Regions from separate parts of the Mus musculus genome. Here all the other regions are linked to region 5. The links are chromatin contacts, called in public HiChIP or PLAC-seq and promoter capture Hi-C maps. All regions are on one chromosome and are shown on one strand. Each heading gives the region's core, a stretch centred on a gene start, on an enhancer-like site or on the middle of the called end of the contact. The rest is flanking DNA. Distances are from core to core; before and after follow the strand shown. Region 1 holds the start of Nfxl1 (nuclear transcription factor, X-box binding-like 1). Region 2 holds the start of Zar1 (zygote arrest 1). Region 3 holds the start of Ociad2 (OCIA domain containing 2). Region 4 overlaps Gm34496 (a long non-coding RNA gene). Region 5 holds the start of Slc10a4 (solute carrier family 10 (sodium/bile acid cotransporter family), member 4). Region 6 holds the start of Ociad1 (OCIA domain containing 1).

Evidence for each region. Promoter capture Hi-C pulls out the DNA fragments that hold promoters and counts their contacts. HiChIP or PLAC-seq counts read pairs in DNA pulled down with a chosen protein or histone mark.
Region 1: a contact with region 5 is called in an H3K4me3 HiChIP or PLAC-seq map of stem cell-derived neural progenitor cells, with 5 times the contacts expected there. The contact joins the promoter of Nfxl1 here to the promoter of Slc10a4 in region 5. A contact is called at or near these places in 2 of 115 datasets of contacts at active chromatin or transcription factors (embryonic stem cells and stem cell-derived neural progenitor cells).
Region 2: an H3K4me3 HiChIP or PLAC-seq map of embryonic stem cells shows a contact between it and region 5, with 31 read pairs. The contact joins the promoter of Zar1 here to the promoter of Slc10a4 in region 5. A contact is called at or near these places in 55 of 484 Hi-C or Micro-C datasets (the 4T1 cell line, the AML12 cell line, B cells and 31 more), 8 of 115 datasets of contacts at active chromatin or transcription factors (embryonic basal ganglia, embryonic stem cells and stem cell-derived neural progenitor cells) and 3 of 9 other capture datasets (adipose tissue, liver and pancreatic islet).
Region 3: a promoter capture Hi-C map of pre-B cells shows a contact between it and region 5, with 3 times the contacts expected there. The contact joins the promoter of Ociad2 here to the promoter of Slc10a4 in region 5. A contact is called at or near these places in 6 of 39 promoter capture datasets (the C10 cell line, the HPC-7 cell line, cranial neural crest and 3 more), 1 of 484 Hi-C or Micro-C datasets (bone marrow-derived macrophages), 1 of 115 datasets of contacts at active chromatin or transcription factors (pancreatic cancer cells) and 2 of 9 other capture datasets (adipose tissue and liver).
Region 4: a FOXA1 HiChIP or PLAC-seq map of pancreatic cancer cells shows a contact between it and region 5. The contact joins the enhancer-like site here to the promoter of Slc10a4 in region 5. A contact is called at or near these places in 11 of 484 Hi-C or Micro-C datasets (the BV-2 cell line, Th2 cells, bone marrow-derived macrophages and 7 more), 11 of 115 datasets of contacts at active chromatin or transcription factors (bone marrow-derived macrophages, craniofacial prominence, embryonic basal ganglia and 5 more) and 4 of 9 other capture datasets (adipose tissue, liver, macrophages and 1 more).
Region 6: a promoter capture Hi-C map of neural stem cells shows a contact between it and region 5. The contact joins the promoter of Ociad1 here to the promoter of Slc10a4 in region 5. A contact is called at or near these places in 3 of 39 promoter capture datasets (embryonic stem cells, hippocampal neurons and neural stem cells), 1 of 484 Hi-C or Micro-C datasets (nephron progenitors), 4 of 115 datasets of contacts at active chromatin or transcription factors (embryonic stem cells, pro-B cells and stem cell-derived neural progenitor cells) and 1 of 9 other capture datasets (adipose tissue).

What each region holds. Positions count from the first base shown.
Region 1 is chr5:72,558,382-72,561,319 of GRCm38.p6, forward strand. Nfxl1 (nuclear transcription factor, X-box binding-like 1) reads right to left here and starts at 1,264. Exons shown (of 23, transcript NM_133921.3): 1 at 1,208-1,264; 2 at 633-887. The coding sequence starts at 885.
Region 2 is chr5:72,579,439-72,582,614 of GRCm38.p6, forward strand. Zar1 (zygote arrest 1) reads right to left here and starts at 1,646. Exons shown (of 4, transcript NM_174877.3): 1 at 846-1,646. The coding sequence starts at 1,619. It also overlaps the pseudogene Slc10a4l.
Region 3 is chr5:73,337,676-73,340,897 of GRCm38.p6, forward strand. Ociad2 (OCIA domain containing 2) reads right to left here and starts at 1,272. Exons shown (of 7, transcript NM_026950.4): 1 at 856-1,272.
Region 4 is chr5:73,362,965-73,366,276 of GRCm38.p6, forward strand. It overlaps Gm34496 (a long non-coding RNA gene), which reads left to right. Exons shown (of 5, transcript XR_377015.2): 3 at 224-344; 4 at 449-662; 5 at 741-802. Among named protein-coding and RNA genes, the nearest start is that of Gm34583, 6.3 kb to the right of the region's middle. Within about 2 kb of position 1,752, at least 23 of the 459 cell types and tissues checked have an H3K27ac peak or open chromatin away from gene starts, as enhancers often do. A contact at or near this core is called in pancreatic cancer cells, where this site is marked.
Region 5 is chr5:73,005,570-73,008,470 of GRCm38.p6, forward strand. It overlaps Slc10a4 (solute carrier family 10 (sodium/bile acid cotransporter family), member 4), which reads left to right and starts at 1,335. Exons shown (of 3, transcript NM_173403.2): 1 at 1,335-2,087; 2 at 2,791-2,901. The coding sequence starts at 1,498.
Region 6 is chr5:73,290,990-73,294,177 of GRCm38.p6, forward strand. It overlaps Ociad1 (OCIA domain containing 1), which reads left to right and starts at 1,805. Exons shown (of 9, transcript NM_023429.4): 1 at 1,805-1,987.

The DNA.
Region 1 (2,938 bases), core at 14-2,513, 450 kb before region 5:
TCTTTTATCTGGAGTGTTATGTATAAACACTCTCAACGTCGCCCTAAAAGATCTTGGACCAAGGCTATTGGCAAATCCATCGTGGCAACACCTGATACATCATGGAAAGACATGGAATTTCTGCACTGGGATCAGTTAAAAACAACAACCAAAACGCTTACAGGGTCCAAAAAGTCAGGTAGCCTGGGAAAGATGGCTATCAACAACTGGTCTTGAAAGTCGAGTTGATTAATGAAGAATGGAGTTCCCAATCTGTTCGTAAATGGAATTCTGAGACCTTAGCCTAGCTTGCTGTTACCATACACACAGATGCGAAAGCACAAGGTCCTATTTTACGACAGATGTTAAACATCTTAGATTATAAAAGAAAACAAACTCTGGCGATCCATTTACTGAGTTAACCAAATCAGCTGCACACAATTGAAGAAAGTGACTAACAAAGGCAATTATCAATTAAAATGAGGATGCAAGCGATGAGATGAAAATCTGCCTGAATGGAGACGGTTCCCTGAGACTAAACTCCGGGAGCTGTTAAAAAGTGAATGAGAGACTTGGAGGGCCCTGGCAGCCAGCGATAAGTAGGGAAGTGACTTGGGGAGTTTGGTGGGGCGGGAGACCCGAGCCATCCTCACCTGAGCCATCCTCACCCCGGGCCCCCGGGGGCTGCGGGGCTTCGCCTCCAGCTGAGCGCTGCCCGCGACCCGCAGGGGCCAGAGCTGCTGCTCCCCCGGGGCCGGGGCCCGAAGACACCGCGCCCCCAGACCCTTTGGCTCGCCCTCCTCCAGCGCCACCAAAAGGGACTCCATTTCCTGAGAGGGGCACTGCGGTGGCCCGTCCTCGGGCTCGGCCTCGGCCAGCGGCCACCTGGCGCCAGGGAGCGTCCATCCCTGCAGCGGAGAGATAAAGGAGAAGGAGCGTGAACGGGCGTCCGAGGATGGAGGCGGCTGCCGAGGGACCGCAGGGTCAGGCTGGGTGCGGACGGACCCCGCGACACGGAGACCCGGGTCTGAGGAGGTTGCGGCCCTGTGTCTCCCGAGGGCGAGTCCCGCCAAGCCCAGGCTCGAGCGACGGGCGAGGAGGGAAAAGACGGAGGGCAGAAAAGAAGCACGGAGCCACGAGGAGCCCACCCGGGACAGGAAAAACCCAGCCACGGGAAATTCTCCTCAGCCTCAGGAGAAGTGCGGTAGGCACAGAAACGCGAACTGACCGTGCGGCCGCGGCCGCGGCCGGGAACCAACTGCTGAAGTGGACCGCACCGAAAAGCTACGTCTCCTTACCGACGGCGCCCACCGCCAGGGACTACAACTCCCAGAAGCCTCCGCCCGCGGACCGCAGAATGCGTGGCAGCGAGGCAGCTTTTTTTTTTTTTTTTTTTTTTCCCGGAAGAGACGAAGGAATGCTCAGTGCGCATGCGCGGTCGTTCGCGGCCTTTGGGGAACTACATTTCCCAGAGTGTTCCGAGGCTCATGAAAAGTAGACGCCTCCGTTGGTGGGCGTGCCGGGAGCATGCTGCTACTGGCGGCTGCTCCCAGGAAATACGCGAGGTTTCAGGATTCAGAGAGGGCAAAATTCACAAACAGTTGTTCTCGCCATAGTCTTGCTGCTTGCAGGTAGCAGGCAGGTCCTCGTCCAGGAAGTACTTAGAAAACAGAAGACGCCATGGGGAGCAGGATCAGAAGAGCCACGGGAGCATTGTAGGAAAAAATGGTTTGAGTGGAGAAAGCTTTCAGAACTCACAATGAAATCTAGCCCCTAGTATTAACCACCTTTTATACTTTAAAACAAGCTTTCCCTTAGAGACTGCTTCTTTTCCTTTCAAGGCTGCTCCCTCCAGTAGATTCATTAAGGAAAATAACTGAAAGCCAGCAGCTAATCTTTACGTATAGATTGCAGAAATTCATTTAGTGGTCTCTTGGAAAATGAGCTGAATTTTTGTTGATATTTGAAGTTATACAATCCTTAAATTACCCTTCAGCTTAGTTAATTTCCCAACATTTACCACAAATATATTTAGATGCCATTCAATGTGTCCAGGAGTGTACAAAATATTTACATATATATGTGTGTGTGTCTGTGTGTGTGTGTGTGTTTGCACATATACAAAGTTTTACACTTATAATTTATTGAGATGAGTTTTTTTAATATTATCTAGGCTGTTCTTGAACTCATGATTCTCTCACCACAGCCTTAGAAGTTGTTGGGGCTCCAGGCCTTCATCATCATGTCCATTGTGTCAATATTTTTTTTTATTCAAAATAACCTTATTTATCATTCCAATTTTACCACTGGGAAAACTAAAGCATAGAGAGGTAATTGTGCTGAAACTAAGCTTTAATTCTATCATGTTTTTAATTTCTTGTACATAGGTATTACATCATGGCCTATAATTCATCCAAAACCAGTAAATGTCGAGGGAATATTGAGGTGGCTGATGATAAGGAGACCCTCATAGAACCTTGGTGTGTAGCACAGATCTGCGTTAGCACATTGTCCAAATCTCCATACTAAACCTTCCTGAGAACACATTCCCTCCAGTCCTCCAAACATTAGTTATAAACTATTCTAATATTTATCGAGAGCTTCAAACAAGCATTCCTTCCTTTTCTTTTACATACCTGTTTAATAACATGTGGAGTCTCATCATTGAAACCAATTTTTAATAAATAAATGACACCAAAAAAATCTTTTTCAACACTCCAGCAGGGCCTGGGTTGCAACTAGGTAAAGTGACTCCTGGCCTCCTCTCTTAGACATATGATGATTGTGTAATTCTCTTTAATGTTCTGCATCTGCAATGTCCTGATAAGCCACGTGGAAACTAGTTACTCCTCGGCCTTTGTAATGAAACCTGTAAGTGGCTGGAGGTTTAAGTCAAGGGGTATGCCCTTGAAGGATTCTCTCTCTGTCTCTCTCTCTCCCTCCCTAACTCCCTCTCTTC
Region 2 (3,176 bases), core at 396-2,895, 430 kb before region 5:
GTGGTTTTTTTTTTCTTTTATTTCTTTTTCTTTTTCTTTTCTTTTTTTTTTTTGTTGTTTTTTTTTTTGGGGGGGGTGTTTTGTTTTTGTTTGTTTGTTTTTTAAGCCAGGCAAGTTTGGGAGAGAGAAGCTTCAGTTGACAGCTTCAGAAACGAAGGGAAGGGGCTGGTATAGAACAAGCCGGCAAGTTAACCAAGACAGATCATCTAGAGGGGAAATAAAAAAAGGAGCCTTGGGAAACCGACTCTCCCCGCAACGAAGTTCAAAAGATTATGTTTCTGCCATGTGTGCACTTATCTTCCTTCAGCCATCTGAAGTTTGGTCCAAACCAGACTGTGCGCATTCTCCGCGGAGACCTCATGTGTAGCGTTTATGTGATCAGAATAATTACAACTGGCATTCCCCAGGAGCAGAGGCTGCCAGTGGGTCAGGACACATATGGGTTGGTTTTTATTGTGTAAACGCCTCCCATTGTATTAACAGGCAGCGGCTGCAAAATCCTATATGCCAAAGAGCTGGAGAGATGGCTCAGCTGTGAAACAACACCCTGTTCTTCTAGAGGACCGTAATTCCGATCCTAAAACTCACATGGTGACTCACAACCATCTGTAAAACGCCAGTCCCAGGGGATCCGACACCCTCTTCTGCTCCCATCTCTCCACTACAACGAAGTGTACAGATACAACATGCAATCAAAACACCAAACATGTTACAAACAAACAAACAAACAAAACCAGACGGATGGCATGGAAGAATTCTATGTTCTGCATCACCCAGAGCCACCAGCTTAGCCCTGAAGGAGCCCTACAATTCTGGAGGCGTCCAGGCCATCAGGCTGGCCTCACCTGGAAACGCAGGCGCTCCTTGTCCTGCTCCGTGCTTTGCGGGGAGGCCTGGTCTCGAGGGGCATCCGAATCACCGGGGTCCTGAGCCATCTCTGCGGCAGGACATGGCTCCTCGCTCCCAGGCTCAGACTGCATCGCCGCCACACTGTTCCGGTCCTCCGGTGGTGGCTGCTGCTCCCACCCGGCCTGCCCTGCAGCCTGAACATCGCCCTCCTCGCTTCGCGGCTGGGGGACCGCTTTCCTCGCGGCCACCTCTCTCGGCTCCGGTTCCCGGGTCCCCGAGGATGCCGGGCTCCCCTCTCCCTTCGTGGGTGTCTGCCTGCCTCCCGCAACCTCCAGTGAGGAGGAGAGGCCACAGAAGGTCACGGACGAGAACGGGGCTACGGTCTGCCAGGATCGCGGGGATCTCCCGGCGCCGGCGTGGCCACGGGGTTGACAGGAACCCGATCGGGCGTCGGGGCTGGCTCGGCACCCTGCAGGCTGCAGCGTGCGGCGCCCGAGTGAACACTGCACCGAGGCGTCGCGGCGCGGGTTCACCTGCACCGCAGCGTCACGGCTGCTGACCGACCGGGGACCCATCCGCGACAGCAGGGCCATGAGCTGTGCCCGCTGGTGGCTGTCGACGTACTCCGCGGCCATGAGCTGTCTGTAGCCGGGGAGGAAGGAGGGGGGCGCGGGTCGGCAGCCCCTGGCTCCGAACCTCCAGCCATCCCCGGCTTTGGTGGCCTGCGGATAAGGATGCGGGCAGGGGTGGAACGTGCTCGCCGGGAACATGGGTGCGTCCCGCGCCTCGCCCGCCCAGGCAGCCATCAGCGCAGCCCAGCTGCCCTCCACGCTGCGTTAAATAGGCGGCCGCGCACTGGTAGAAAAAGCCCTACCACCTGCTGTTGCCATGAGGAGCAAAACCTTCCCCACACTGGTTAAGAGGCGACCCCCACCCCCACTCCCTCGTGGATGCAGAAAAAGAGCTTTCCTTGCTAGCCACAGCAAGGATTTGTAGGGGAACTAGATGAGATGAGAATTCAACCCCAGAATCATCACCGAGATTAGCCGAGCCAGGTGGGCCCCCATGTCTGTAGCTCCAGATGTCTGTCATGAAGAAGACAAGGGAGGCCAGTGTGTCTGATTAGGGAGCAAAATACCAAGGTTAGGAGACTGCTCTGAACCTCTTAGGTTGTCTCAGATCACAGCTCCAGTCTACCAGAGCAGTGGGACAGTGTCCAGCCACAGGCCTTTCCGGAAGGAAAGCCTGTAGCCACAGCCCTTTCCCACGGATGAACAAAGTGGCCCATTTTCTCTCCCTGAGGTGAGGTCTACGCATTTTCCTAAGTAAATCATTCCTTCAGACGATAAATGGAGCTGAGATGCGTTTATACACATACAGGAAACATATGGGGAAAAATGCCTTTCACCCCTGCACAATGTTGATGGCCATTAACAATAGATACTAGATCAAGTAGTCACACACATTAATACGGTTTTCTCTGGCTTGACGATGCAATGCTATCCTGTCGTTTCACTGACCCGTTTTGGACTTTTCTCAATACAGGCTCGCCCTGAACAGAATCGGTTGTTTGTAAGTTGAACAAACCCATGGTTCTGTTTTACAAACATTTCCAACCCCATTTCCTATCTGTAGCAATGCTGGTGGAAATGGAAAAAAACAAAACAAAACAAAAAACAAACAAACAAACAGCACACTACTTAAGCAGAGGACGCGGCACTTTAGCTGATCCAGGTGTAAGCAATATTGGGACACTCTGTTGAGTTAGAAAAACACATGGGTAATACTGAGATACTACATTACAGTGGGAAGAGCAAATCTGTTACAGGAAATGTCAACCCATCTTTATCCCGGATGCGAACCATACTCGCTACCAATGGTCACAAATAGGAAGTGATGTTTCAGCTCCCGTGTATCTCCTCAGTCAGAGGGCGGTCTGGGTGGTCTCCATCATCACTAAGTCATGCGTCCCCACGGTGCCATAGGAGGTGTCTGCCATTTCCTCTTCTTTCAGTTTCTTATAAGAAATATCGGTGTCTTCGTCTTCGTCTAGGGCCTCTCGCTTGTGCAGTATCTCACTTCCGTACATTTTGTAGATCAACACGAAGACCCCTGCCTCGGCAGACTGGAAGAGGGCGTAGAGCAGAGGGAACATGTACATGCTACCTATAAAGCGAGGCGGGAAGTTTGAGAATCGCAGTGCAGAGCTGCACGTTCTGACTTCCTGTTTCCAGACACACAGTCCTCTTGCAGTTGGGCGGGAGGTGGAAGAGGGTAGCTAAGCCATAACCCGAGGCGTAGCCCGCCAGAGGCATAAAAATGGCGAC
Region 3 (3,222 bases), core at 22-2,521, 330 kb after region 5:
GCCTCCACTGTGTCATCTGAGACTTGGGCACAGCAGTCTTAAGCTGTGCAAGGATGGGGATGAGAAATGAAGACAGGACCAGGGCACAGTGATAGGTGTCTGAACAGTAGGGGAACAATTGTCAGAGTGGCTCTGGGCATCTTATTTTCTAGGAATTAAGACCCTAGGAAATCTTTGCCACCTATAGGCAAATTAGATGATTTTTTTTTTTTTTTTAAATTCCCAGTCAGACCCAGAGCCATCTCAAGAATCAGGAAGCAAGCAACCACACACCTCAGTGTTGGTGGGCTGGGTCTTCCAGAACCCAGTTGCTTGCTTTGAGCAAGCCTTACCTTCTGGGCACATGCGCGTGAACACACACGCACACACTCTCAGGTCTGGTGCCTGACCCAGTCTGTGGCGGGGGAGGGGAGGTTGGCCCAGAATCAGCTAGCTAGATTTAAAGGCTAGACCCTTCCAAGAAGGCTGCCTGCAAAACTCCAAGCTACACCCCTGCTTGGGGTCGCAGGAGTTGGTGGCACCTGGAGAGGAGCCAGGCAGGCAAGCGTTGGAGACTGGCTACGGCGGAGCGGCGGCGGTGCAGTCTGTGAAGGGCCTGCGCAAGTCCCCAGCACCCGGGAAGGAAAGCCAGCAGAGAAAGACACTGCCCCAGGCCACCTCTCCTGCCCGCACACCACCCTCTGTGGGCTCACAAGTGCGGGTGGGTGCTACCGAGGCGGAGCTGCGCACGCACGCGCACACACACACACACACACACACACACACACACACACACGACTGCAGACACCCCTCCCGCGCGCCGCACACGCCCACCGCCCCAACCCGAACCCCAGGGCCCCTCTCCTCTCCCCTCACCTTTTTTCTTGGCGATCTTTCCTTTCTTCCCTCCTTCCTCTTCCTTCCAGCGCTCGCTCCTCCCCGCACCTCTGCGCGTCGCTAGCTCAAGACTCAGCAAGTGCAGCCCGCCCCCACTTGCAGTCTCATTCTCTGTTGGTGACACTGGGAGAATCCAGCACTTTCCAGAAGCCCCCACTTCTCAGTCTCTTCCTAACACTTGCTATACTCTACCTCATTGTTTTTCACGTGACTCCGTCCTCCCAACAAAAACACAGGCGACTCCAACTGTTTCCCTGAACCCCCTCTCTGGGCGGATTTAAGCATTCACCTCAGAACAAAAGCACTGTGCTGCGGACAGCCGGGACAGCCCGGTAGGGTCCCCAACCCCGAGGGAGTCAATTACAGCCCACCTTGGTTCCTTAGCCTTCTTTTGCCAAGCTTTTACCCTCCCAATGGCTAGCCTATGAGGGGAAGGCACTGAGTGTGTGTGTGTGCGTGCGTGCGTGTGTGTGTGTGCGCGCGCGCGCGCGTATATCCTAGTATGTGTGACTATAAATGAGTGCCTATGTATGTGAGAATGTGCAAGTATATATGTGAACACATATGAGTATATATGTGTGTCTCTGTGTGTATGTATGTAAATATATGTTAGCATAAACCTGTGCCTATATTATGTGAGTGTGGGTAAGTGTATATATGAGCGTATACATGTATGTATGTATGTCTATGTAATTGTATGTGACTGAGTGTAAGTATATGTGTGTTAGTGCATTTGATGGTGTCTAGGAGTATGAGAGGGTGTGCATGTATGTGAGTGGTGGTGTGTGAATGCATGTATACATGTGTGAATGTGTATCTATGTAAATGTATGTGTGTGTTGTGAACAAGAATTTCCAGAAAGACGCTCTGTCTGCAGAGACTGACTGACTGACCAGTCTTGCAGTGCTGAGGGGGGAAATTTGGAAGTTGCAATTCCAGAGGCAACTTATATTTTCTAGCTTTAACCCCCACAACGGGGCTTCCTTACCCACCCCTCTGTCCAAACTAACATCCTGTGACTAACAGTTCATTTCCTGCTGCCCACAGAGATCAGAAGAGGGCATCGGGACCCCCCACCCCCACCCCCCGGAATTGGAGTTACAGATGCTTGTGAGCTGCCAAGCGGGTGCTGGGAACTGAACCCAAGTCCTCTGCAAGAACAACAGGTGCTCTTAGCCACTGTGCCATCTCTCCAGGCCCTGTCCTGGCCTTTTCTACCCTGGCCTCCAGCCTGGCTGGAAAAAGACCCTCTTCTCTTTCACACTCAGGAAAAGTTGTGTCCTCTCAGGGTACTTATCACCATAACAGTCCACTGGGGAAATGTACAGTGGAGAAAGCACCACCCCTGCTTGCTTTTAGTTGACTTTATACCCATTTCAGGAGGTCACCAAGCCCAGCAATGTGTCCTTTGGCCTTCCAGATCAGATTTCTGCTCAGCTCTATATACAGACATGTTAATCATTTAAAGATCGGTCCTCTGAAATTGGCAATACAAGATTGATTACGCCTCCACCTTCCTGCCCCCACCCTCCAGAGCTGGGTGGTTAAGAGCACTTGCCGCTCTTCCAGAGGACCAGAGTTAGGCTTGAAAGAACTTGAAACTCCACTCTAAGGGACAAGACTCCTTCCTCTGGTCTCTGTGGGCAGATGTGAGCACTTGCACACACATACACATGACTAAAATAACTTTTTTTTAAAAAAAAGATATTGCTGGTTTAGTTGATTCTCCATCCCTAGTAGACAGCGGCAGACTCTCCCTGTGGCGTTTCATTTTCCCTTGACCCAATTTGACTCTCAAATTAAAGGTAACGTAGGCCTGCTAATTTTATTTTCTGTTACCAGAAGTCAGAAATAAGCCCCTGTGGTGCTGTGGTTTTCAGAGCTGCGCTTTCTAAGTGTTCTTGCGAAGTAGATGAGCCATCTCCCTTACACCTCACACAAACCTTCAAAGTGGCATTTACCCTACACCATCTTGCTGCACTGAGTGTCGGAGTATGTGTGCCTCATTTGCATATCCACTTCCCACCAGAATGTTCCAGTAAAATGCTTTAAATAGCTAGAAATTACCCTTGGTCACACTTATAGCACAAACTCCTTAAATAGTACTTGGTTGGCTACTCTGGTACATCTGTGTGCAAGCATGTACCCCTTATAGCACAAACTCCTTTAATGAGCCTTGTTTGACCATGCTGGTACATCCGTGTGCAAGCGTGCTCGAAGTGACAAGGCACGAGGCAGTTCCACAAAGGAGTGACCTTCAATGAAACACTAGAATAAAAGAACCCCGGGCTTGGCCCTGAAAGTCTTACCCGTGGAATGAAGTCTGTGTTGGTCCTTACTTCAGCA
Region 4 (3,312 bases), core at 502-3,001, 360 kb after region 5:
CTCTGAGCATACATTCTCCTGGACTTCAGCTTTGGGAATAAATTTTCCTCCCTCTGCTGCCTGCTCACGAGTGGCCTGAATATGTCACACAGATCCTGTAGTTTGAGGCTACAGAAATAGCTTCCCGGGTCTAATGACTGGCTATTTCTTGCCTTTATTGCCAGATATAATTACCTGTCTCCCATTCTGCCCAGACCGATGATTCGTGATCTGTTCTTAACAGCTGGCCAGAAAGAGCCATGAAAGGAGTATTATAGGCAAAGGCCACCGATCAAGTACAGACAATGCCCTTGACGATCGTCGTGTCTTGAGAACACAAGATGGCGAGAGGTCCTCGTGGAAAGGTTGATTTCTATCTATAGCACTGGCTGTTGGGGGTATTGACTTAACTCTACTTTTCAAATACAGAAGCAGGAGTTTTAATCCTCCCCGAACCTTCATATTCTAGAATCACACTAGCTGAGCCTGGCCTGAAAGATGACCACGTGATTGGCAGTAGTGTTCTCTGAAGCTGACTTGTTGATGTTAACTGAGTAGCTCAAGATTGGAGATGCCTTCTTTCCACTGTCCAAACTGACATACCCAGCCTGCCATGATTAGATGTGACTCGTCCCCCAAGGACATTTGGTTCCTGGCTGTCTCTGTCCTCGGAATAAATAAAGGTAGTTATCCTGGGACCCTTTTTGTTCCTGTGAGAGTGATTTGTTAGAAAAAAAGTCATGTGATCTCTCCTCTTACAGCCCCTCAAGCCATGATGCCATCTGCCATGAGACCCTCCATCGAGGCTGAAAGACTAAGGTTGACTGACCCTGGATTTCCTGCCTCAAATGCTGTGTGTTCAGTGAACCTCTTTTCTTTATACAGTTTCCAGACTTGGTTTATTTGGTATAGCAACAGAAATGGACACATATGCAGTTGTTAATTGAAATTATCATCACTGAAAATTAGTCTCTTTCAGAATGTTACTTAGTGATCTCTAAGTGATGCCCAGGTGCTTCATGGGACTATGACCTGGATCTCTGGCTATGGCCCTGTCAGTGACTGGGCCTATGAGATCCTTCTCTATTGTGTCCCCTATTGCTAATTGATCCCACTGCTACCACTGTACTTGGATGGTAGAGTTGTAGCCTAAGCTTTGAACTCTTAGTTCCCAATGTGTATATACATTTTAAGGATGCTTTTCTAGAGGTCTGAGAATAAGTCCAAGTTGAGGGCTAGCCCCAGTCTCCCTTTACCAGGCTACAGACCATTTCCTACTGAAAGTTTCCAAATACATTGGATTTGTGTCAACTGCCCCCCCCCCAGCCCTATCAAGAAAAGGGTGTTTCCTCCCTTGCCTTCTGTTTCTGCTTACTCTAGATAACCTCTTGCCTGAATGAGTCAGAGTTTGAACTGTTCACTCTTTACAAGGGACACCTTTCACAAGAGAATGGCCTGGTCCTGTGTTCTATGTTGGATAATTGTACAGTGGCCATATGAGTAATTTGGTCTCAGACACCCCCCTGTATAAAATATCAGGAGCCTGGTCTAGGTGGGAGTATTTGAATCTCAAGCTGGAATAGCCCCATCTCTTTCCATCAAGAGCTCAGCCGGGGAAGAGTGAAGATCCAGTCTTTTCTGATGTCTACATCAGGAACAGAGAAACACCCCTCTATGTAACACTTGCCAATTGTGGACATGAAAGCACTATCACCTTGCCACAGAGATCCATCCCAGGGTTGCTCAGTGACATGATGGATGTGTGGGCATCACCTGGCCGCCCCACCCTGTGCATTCTTTCTAAAGCTGAAGGCTTGCTTAGACAAGGGCATGTCCTCAGGTGGTCCCCAGGTCAGCTTCCTGGGACATAGAACAGAGCAGAAAAAAAAAAAGTCAGAGAATGGACTTGCTGGGGTAAGAGGTGACAGGACTTATGGAGACCTGGATCCCAGTCTAGGAGTTCAAGAGCAGCATCATTCAGCCAGAACTCTGATTTTCATCATTTCATTTGTCATTTTCCTCCTTGACTCTGTGTGTTCTCTGCAGCTGAGACCGCGGCAGGGATGGAGAACACAAGGACCTTCCGGGGCTGGGGAAATGAAAGCCCACACATGATGGTTCTTGAGTCCTTGAGGTGGTGAATAGCCAAACCTGTGCTTCCTGGTTTTAAGACACGGATGGCTACTGAGGAAAAGGTCTTGGGGAAATGGATGACTTTCATTTTGAATACTGGAGAGCAGTTGGAGAATGGCACAATGGAAAGAATTGAGTGTTTTGTTTTCCCCAGAATAACCACTAGCCCAGAACTGTCCAGATTGGAGGACCACCCCCGACATAAATAGAAAGTCAAGAGTTGCATGCTCCATGTCTAAGACTCAGGAATTATAATCAGCCATTCCCACAAACTTGCCCCCGTATTCAATTTGGTCTATGCCCCCTCCAACTGTTGTCCTGACGGCCTAGAGATCGAGGAATTTTTTTCCCTGTCCTTTTGCTTCCTCCTCCCAGGCTCACTGTAGGTAGCTCTGATCTGCTGGGCTGGGCAGGTGAGGAGAGGATCTGGGTTCAGACTCCTGTGGGTGAATCCACTTACCTGGACCTGGACCAGAAGCTGACCATGGCTGCTCTTCCTGGGGGAGGTCTCAGTTCTCAGCACTCACACCGTAGAGACAGGATTTCACTGGCCAGCTGCTTTGGGAAACCCCACTGGCTGGCTTTCCGACCTTCACTTGGAGAACTCGGAATCTCTATTAGTATATTAGGAAAGGTTCTGCTAGATCACGCTGTAGGAACCTCTGCTTTCCTTTGTCCAATTCAACACTTTCCCATTGGAGCATCTGGCTGGGGACCCTTTCTTTAATTCCTTAGACTCCAGAAGGACCCCAGGCACCCAGGTTCTCCAGCACATTTAGAAATTGCTGCCATCACCGGGCGGTGGTGGCGCACGCCTTTAATCCCAGCACTCGGGAGGCAGAGACAGGCGGATTTCTGAGTTCGAGACCAGCCTGGTCTACAAAGTGAGTTCCAGGACAGCCAAGACTATACAGAGAAACCCTGTCTCAAAAAACCAAAAAAAAAAAAAAAAAAAAAAAAAAAAAAGAAAGAAAGAAAGAAATTGCTGCCTTGGGGGAGGAGTTCAAAAATTGCTGTAGCTCATGACGCATTGTCTCTGGTTCATACAAGACACCGCTCTCCATTAGCTTACACGTTTAGTCCATTTACCCATCATTATGGTGGGCACAATATGCTAAGACTCATCCCAGTTTTAGGGTTTGTCCTGGGTAGGCTTTTGGTTAACAACATAAGTTGGGAACGTCTGGGAAGAAGAAAACT
Region 5 (2,901 bases), core at 85-2,584:
TCCACACTTCGTTTCTGTCCAGTCCTCTGATCCCAGTGCTGAGACTCTACTCATGACACTTCATAAATCTGTGACCATGGAAATGTCTTCTCCCCACCTGCCATTGACTCCTTTAAATTTCTAACAACATTATAAACCTTGTTTTATATGTGTGTATGTATATATATAAATCCTTGCAAACAAATAAAACTTCACACACTAAAACAAACCAGACCCAAAGTCTATACTACCTAGTTAGTTAGAATGGACGTTTGCAGTGAAAGCTGACCACAACACCCTTAACATTCATTGTTTTCATCAAGACTTTTCTCAGCCCAGCTTCACAACAAGGTGGAGATCGAGCCAGGTACTTAGCAGCTTCGTATGGGGAAGTGGGGGTGTCCTGCCTCCAACTGTAAGAGTCAGGTATGACCCAGAAGGGGAACTGGCAACAAGTGATTGAATATTTTCAATACAGGGCCTGGGAGGATTCAAGTTTCCTAAGCAGAGACAATGCAAATGTGTGCCAAAGGCTCTCATCTGATCGTTAGCATTGTGTTTGTGATTAAAATGCTATGCCACCCACAATAGATATGTACAATTGCAATGTATCGATACAAATGAAATAGAATTTGTAGACAGAGTATAGAGCCCATGGGTTTGCCCTGGCTCTGAAATAGCACTAGGCTCAAAAAACCATGATCAGTATTATTGTTTTTTAAGTCTTAGACTGGACATAAAGGCTTAACACTTTCATTTACGAATTTAAGCCACAGACATGTGCTGCTTTTAGACTGGCTCACATGAAGCCTGGTGCCTCTATGGGTAGGGCTGCGGGTTATTTAAGCTATTTATATATATGACTTACATATACATAGATAAACTTCTTTTTCTCCATTCGATGAGTCTGGCCCTCTAAATTTCATTACCAAAGAGGCCGAGTTCTGGTGCGCAGCTGCTGGGCAATCTGACTAAAGATAATTTTGTACTGCTAGGCGAAAGCATTGGAAATGTTTTCATCATTAAAAAAAATCAGATAAATGTTTAAGGAGCTACATTCAATATGACTTGACAAGCTTATACATCTATCCAAACCTCACATGGGACTTTATGTTCAAATTTAACATTTGAACTAGAAAAATTATTTTCAAAAGAAAAAAAGGCAGGGCCATCAGAGAATTTGATGGGTAGCCAGGCCTGGTTGGTCTTCTCCGCCCTCCTGGGCTTTGTCGGGTCTTTGTTCCACCCCTGGCTGCACTGGTACAGAACCACTTAGCTGTGATTAAAAGGAGGGGACCGAGCAGCAGGGCGGGGCCTGCGGTGCGGGCGGGCGGCGACAGGGCCGCGCGGCGCTCAGTGCCAGCTGTGGGGCAGCATGCACACCACAGCGACGACCGGCCCGCCGCACCGACGCCGCGGGGACGCTTGACCAGACAGACAGGTAAAAGGGACCACAGGACCGAGGGAGGAGGTGTGGCCAGGGACAGCCCCTGCAGACCGTGCCTCGGCGACAGAGCCATGGACAGCCTGGACAACACCACCCTGCTCCTTGCCCCGTCCTCGCTGCTGCCTGACAACCTCACCCTGTCTCCCAACGCCGGCAGCCCGAGCGCCAGCACCCTTTCGCCTCTCGCTGTCACCTCTAGTCCCGGTCCGGGGCTCAGCCTCGCTCCAAGTCCAAGCATCGGCTTTAGCCCCGAGGCAACCCCGACTCCAGAGCCCACGAGCAGCAGCCTCACGGTCGGCGTGGCTGGCCAGGGCTCCTCCGCTTTCCCCCGGCCCTGGATCCCCCACGAGCCCCCATTCTGGGACACGCCGCTCAACCACGGGCTGAATGTGTTTGTGGGCGCCGCCTTGTGCATCACCATGCTGGGTCTAGGCTGTACCGTGGACGTGAACCACTTCGGGGCGCACGTCCGGCGGCCCGTGGGCGCTCTGCTGGCTGCGCTCTGCCAGTTCGGCTTCTTGCCGCTGCTAGCCTTCTTGCTGGCCCTCATCTTCAAGCTGGATGAGGTGGCCGCGGTGGCTGTACTCCTATGTGGCTGCTGTCCTGGTGGAAATCTCTCCAATCTCATGTCCCTGCTGGTAGACGGCGACATGAACCTCAGGTATGGCCTCTTTCTCACCCCAACCCATAAAATTCACAGCAAGAGGGGTGTGTTGGAGTCCTTTGGGTGAAGCCCTGAGGAGGGATGGATGGGGTGGGGATGGGTATATGGAGGCTTGGCTTTGAAATCCTGGCGGACATTTAAAGATTGTGTGTCAGTGGGGGAAGATCTAGACTAGAACCTAGCTGCTTAAAGGCCCTGGGATTTCACACACAGCCCCTCCCGGAGAGACAAGGTCTTAACTCATGTCTCCAGGAGGGCAAAGAGAAGGGAGAAGTCAGAAGCTAGGACTCGAAGGAAATGCAAAAAAAGCAAATCAGGACTGTAGTCCCATAAGGAAAGTAATCTTGAGAGTGCAATGTAATCGAGTTTCATCCAACAAGTCGCTTCGCCAGCTTCCGTGCTGCAGGCTATTTGGTAGGGTTAAAAGAAAAAAGGTTTCTTTCCTTCGCATCCTCTCAGGTACCCAGTTTCCAGGCTTCACGACGCCCAGGGCAGCTGTCCTGGGTCCTGCATCCTAGGTCATTGTCTTGCCTGAATTCCTGTTTCTATTGCGACATGATAAAATAGATTCTCTGCAGACTTCAACCCGGAGGCTTGCAGTGTTACCACCTCCCTTCCCGGGGCTTTGTAACAGGTAAGGAAAGACATGGCTGACTCTGGCTCAAATCCCTTTCTGACTTCTGCTCATACCTTTTTGCAGCATCATCATGACCATTTCCTCCACACTCCTGGCCCTGGTGTTGATGCCCCTCTGCCTCTGGATCTACAGCCGTGCCTGGATCAATACCCCTCTGGTGCAATTGCTCCCCCT
Region 6 (3,188 bases), core at 555-3,054, 290 kb after region 5:
AAACTTTGATGTCACTGAAGTCAAGAAGAAATTCATTAGATTGCTTGAATTTTTATGAATTAAGGAATACTCTGACATATTCCTTTAATAATGGTTTCACAGTAATGTCTAACAGGCTAACAGGGCTGGTGCTATACCTTGGAAACTAAGGACACTTACTGTCCTTCAGATTATCTGGGTTCAATTTCCTACACCCTCATCAGGTAGCTTACATCTGCCCGTAACTCCAGTTCCTGTACCTGTGGGGGTATACATGGTACACATAGACTCATGCAGCCACACACAGAAATAAAAATAAATAAATACTTAAAAACAAATAAAGTGACTTCTGAAAAACAAAAGTAATATCTAACAGGTAAAGCTGGGCTGATACCGCCTTGGCTATTTGCTCAATGAAGATATTTGAAAGAGTGCTTGTTAAAGACTCTTCCAGGGATGTCTCTATTCCTCTCAAAGAACAATGGCAAATGGAAGGAATAATTCCATCAAGTCATGCTTGGTGAACTAATGAGCTTAATTAAAGTTACTTTCCAAATCATGGGCAGCTTGCCAGCTATGCCTCTTAATACATCTTTCTCCCAAGCATATATGCTCAATTTTGTACCTTTGAGAAAAGGATGTGCCTCTGAGCTCTTGACTCTTCAGGAGGGCATGTTCGTGGAAGCAATCTTTTGAGGGTCTCCAGTGGGTACACCACAGCTGCTCTGATCACAAGGATGGAACCCAAGGCTTTCACAGCTGAGCTTAAAGTTCCGTGATTTCTGGTGATCCCCACGTTCCTGGTGCCATAGCAAGGGTCTAAGATGGTTAACAAATCCTATCGCCTTTCTCCATTGGATGGGCATCAGCTTCCAGGAAGGCTTTGGAGCTCACCCAAGTTATGTTTGAGTTCGTCCTTAGTGTGGGGTTCAGGAGCCATAGAGGTCTAGCCATGACTCCGGATTCATGTTTTACATGACTTTCTCTCTTAAATAAGCATACAGACAAGTTCGTGGATGCCATAGAACCAGTGAAAAACATATGAAATGAGGAATGGTGGGAAGTCTGACAATTATAGGAGTTCATAACTTCGTGGGCTGGAGCTATCAGAGGTATCAACGATATACTTTCAGGACTTGGTTCAGTATACGCACTCAGTAAACATGCCTAGGATCAGTGTAAGAAATGAATAGTTGGTGGTTAGGAGTGGCAGCCTGAGCTCTGACGAAAAGTTGGTCTCCTAGCATTAAAATATAGTCTCCTGGTAATACAGCCCCAGAGCCTAAACTCCTTTTCAGACTTGTTTTAACCCAAAACTGTGAAACACACATTATTTCTGTTATTCAGATGAGTAAATTCTGAGTCTCCGAGTTGGAGTGTATCCTGACTCTAGTGTTAGAATCAATCGGACACTAGACTGGAGGTTCTGACAGTTAACTTAAGAGTTCACGCTTAAAATTCACTACCTAGCCTAGAGGCTTAAAGCATAAGAAAATTTCTGTAAATCTTAAAATTAGGGAAGTCCAAGGAAAGTCATGGGATAAGGAGGGGACTTGAGGATGGAGGGGTTCCAAAATGTCCCTACTGGCTTGTCACTGAACAGTCTCTGGGGTATGTCACAAGAGCATCGAACCTAGAGGCAGAGCTGAGCTGCAGGCCTTAACTCGCGCAGCCGCAGTGCAGCTCTGGAGCGCCGCGGCCTGGGGCGGGGTGGGGGGCGGTGAAAGGGGCGGGACTAGTTGGACGGGGCGTGATCGACATCCGTGAGTATTGAGAAACTGGCCCGCCGCTGTTTCCCAGCGCTGTCCTGACGTCATTTCCCGTCAAGGGTACTGCTTCCGGGTGTCGGCCTGCTGGCGCTCGTGTGTGGGTGACATCTTGGCGATCGCTTGGAAGCTGCCCTCTTTCCCCTCCCCGCTTCCCGCGTTGTCCGCTGTGCCTGTCTCTGGGGTCCTCTCCCGGCCTCTACCCCGGGTCCTGCTCCCAGCGTTGCCGCCTCCATCGTGAGGTGGGTGTGGTGGCGCGGCTTTCCGCCAGTCTCCCACCCTCGCCCGCAGCCGCCATTTTCCTGCCCGGAGGTGTCCGGTCGCACTGCGGGCCTGGGCTCTGCTGCAGCGCCGGTGACTCGGGCACCGGGAGACCTGCATGGAGGGGTGGGGAAAGCCGCGATGGCCGAGGTGGGGTGGCAGGTCAGGGACAGGAGTGCTGGCGTCCGCGGCTACTGCCTCGCTTGAGCCTTGTTCTTTATGATTACAGCTTTGAGCTGTAGTGATCAGACAGGTCGCACTGCCCTCCAGCCTCCCTGGGGACGAGATTTTCTTTCTTTCTTTTTTTTTTTTTTTCTTTTTTGGTAGGGTTTTGCAGTTTGAGAAGCTTCCTCTGAATGCTTCATCTGTCCAAGAGTTCAGTTTACCTTTTCTGAAACCTTTTTCTTTGAAGGGATATAGGTATGCAATAGGTGATGATTTTAGTGACTAAACGAATTACAGAAAGGTGCTTTGCTGTTGGCATCCAGTAAGTCATACTGCGATGCGTTTGTTTCAGCGAAGACGTACTCCTTATTTTGTCTGAAATGCTGAGGTCTAAGTTTAAAGGAAGGCGAAAGAATATATTTGCTCTTGGATTTTAAAATTTATTTAAGATGTTTGAAGATTACTTGGGCTGGTACAGGGAAGTTTGCCATTAGCGTAGCTACCTGCAGAAAATGTGACGTCATTATTTTTTGACTGCTGAGTTAGGGGATACAATGCAGTTTCGTTTTAATTGGAAACCTAGAAGTGACTTGAGGTTTTTCCCTAATCATTTGGATATGGTTGTAGTTTTTGTTTTGTTTTTGAGTCAAGGTACAGAATAATGTGAAATAACATAACCTAGCCTTAGAAGGGAATTTTTTTCCATTGTTTTGATGTACCCGTTTTTCAATCAAAGGGTCGAATGTGAATAATTAGTTCAGATATGTTTATGACCCTTTTTCATTCAGTTATTTTTTTATGTCAGGTAGTTGAAATGTAAAAGTCGGGGCCTGAAGAGATAACTCAGCAGGTAAGAGCACTGGCCCTTGCAGAGTTTCCAGTACCCACATGTCCTATCACAGTATCACAACCATCTGGAACTCCCAGTTCCTGGGGATCAGGTGTCATCTGATCTCAGGCACCAGGCATGTTAGTGTATACAAGCAAAGCACCATGCACGTAAAATACAACTAACTG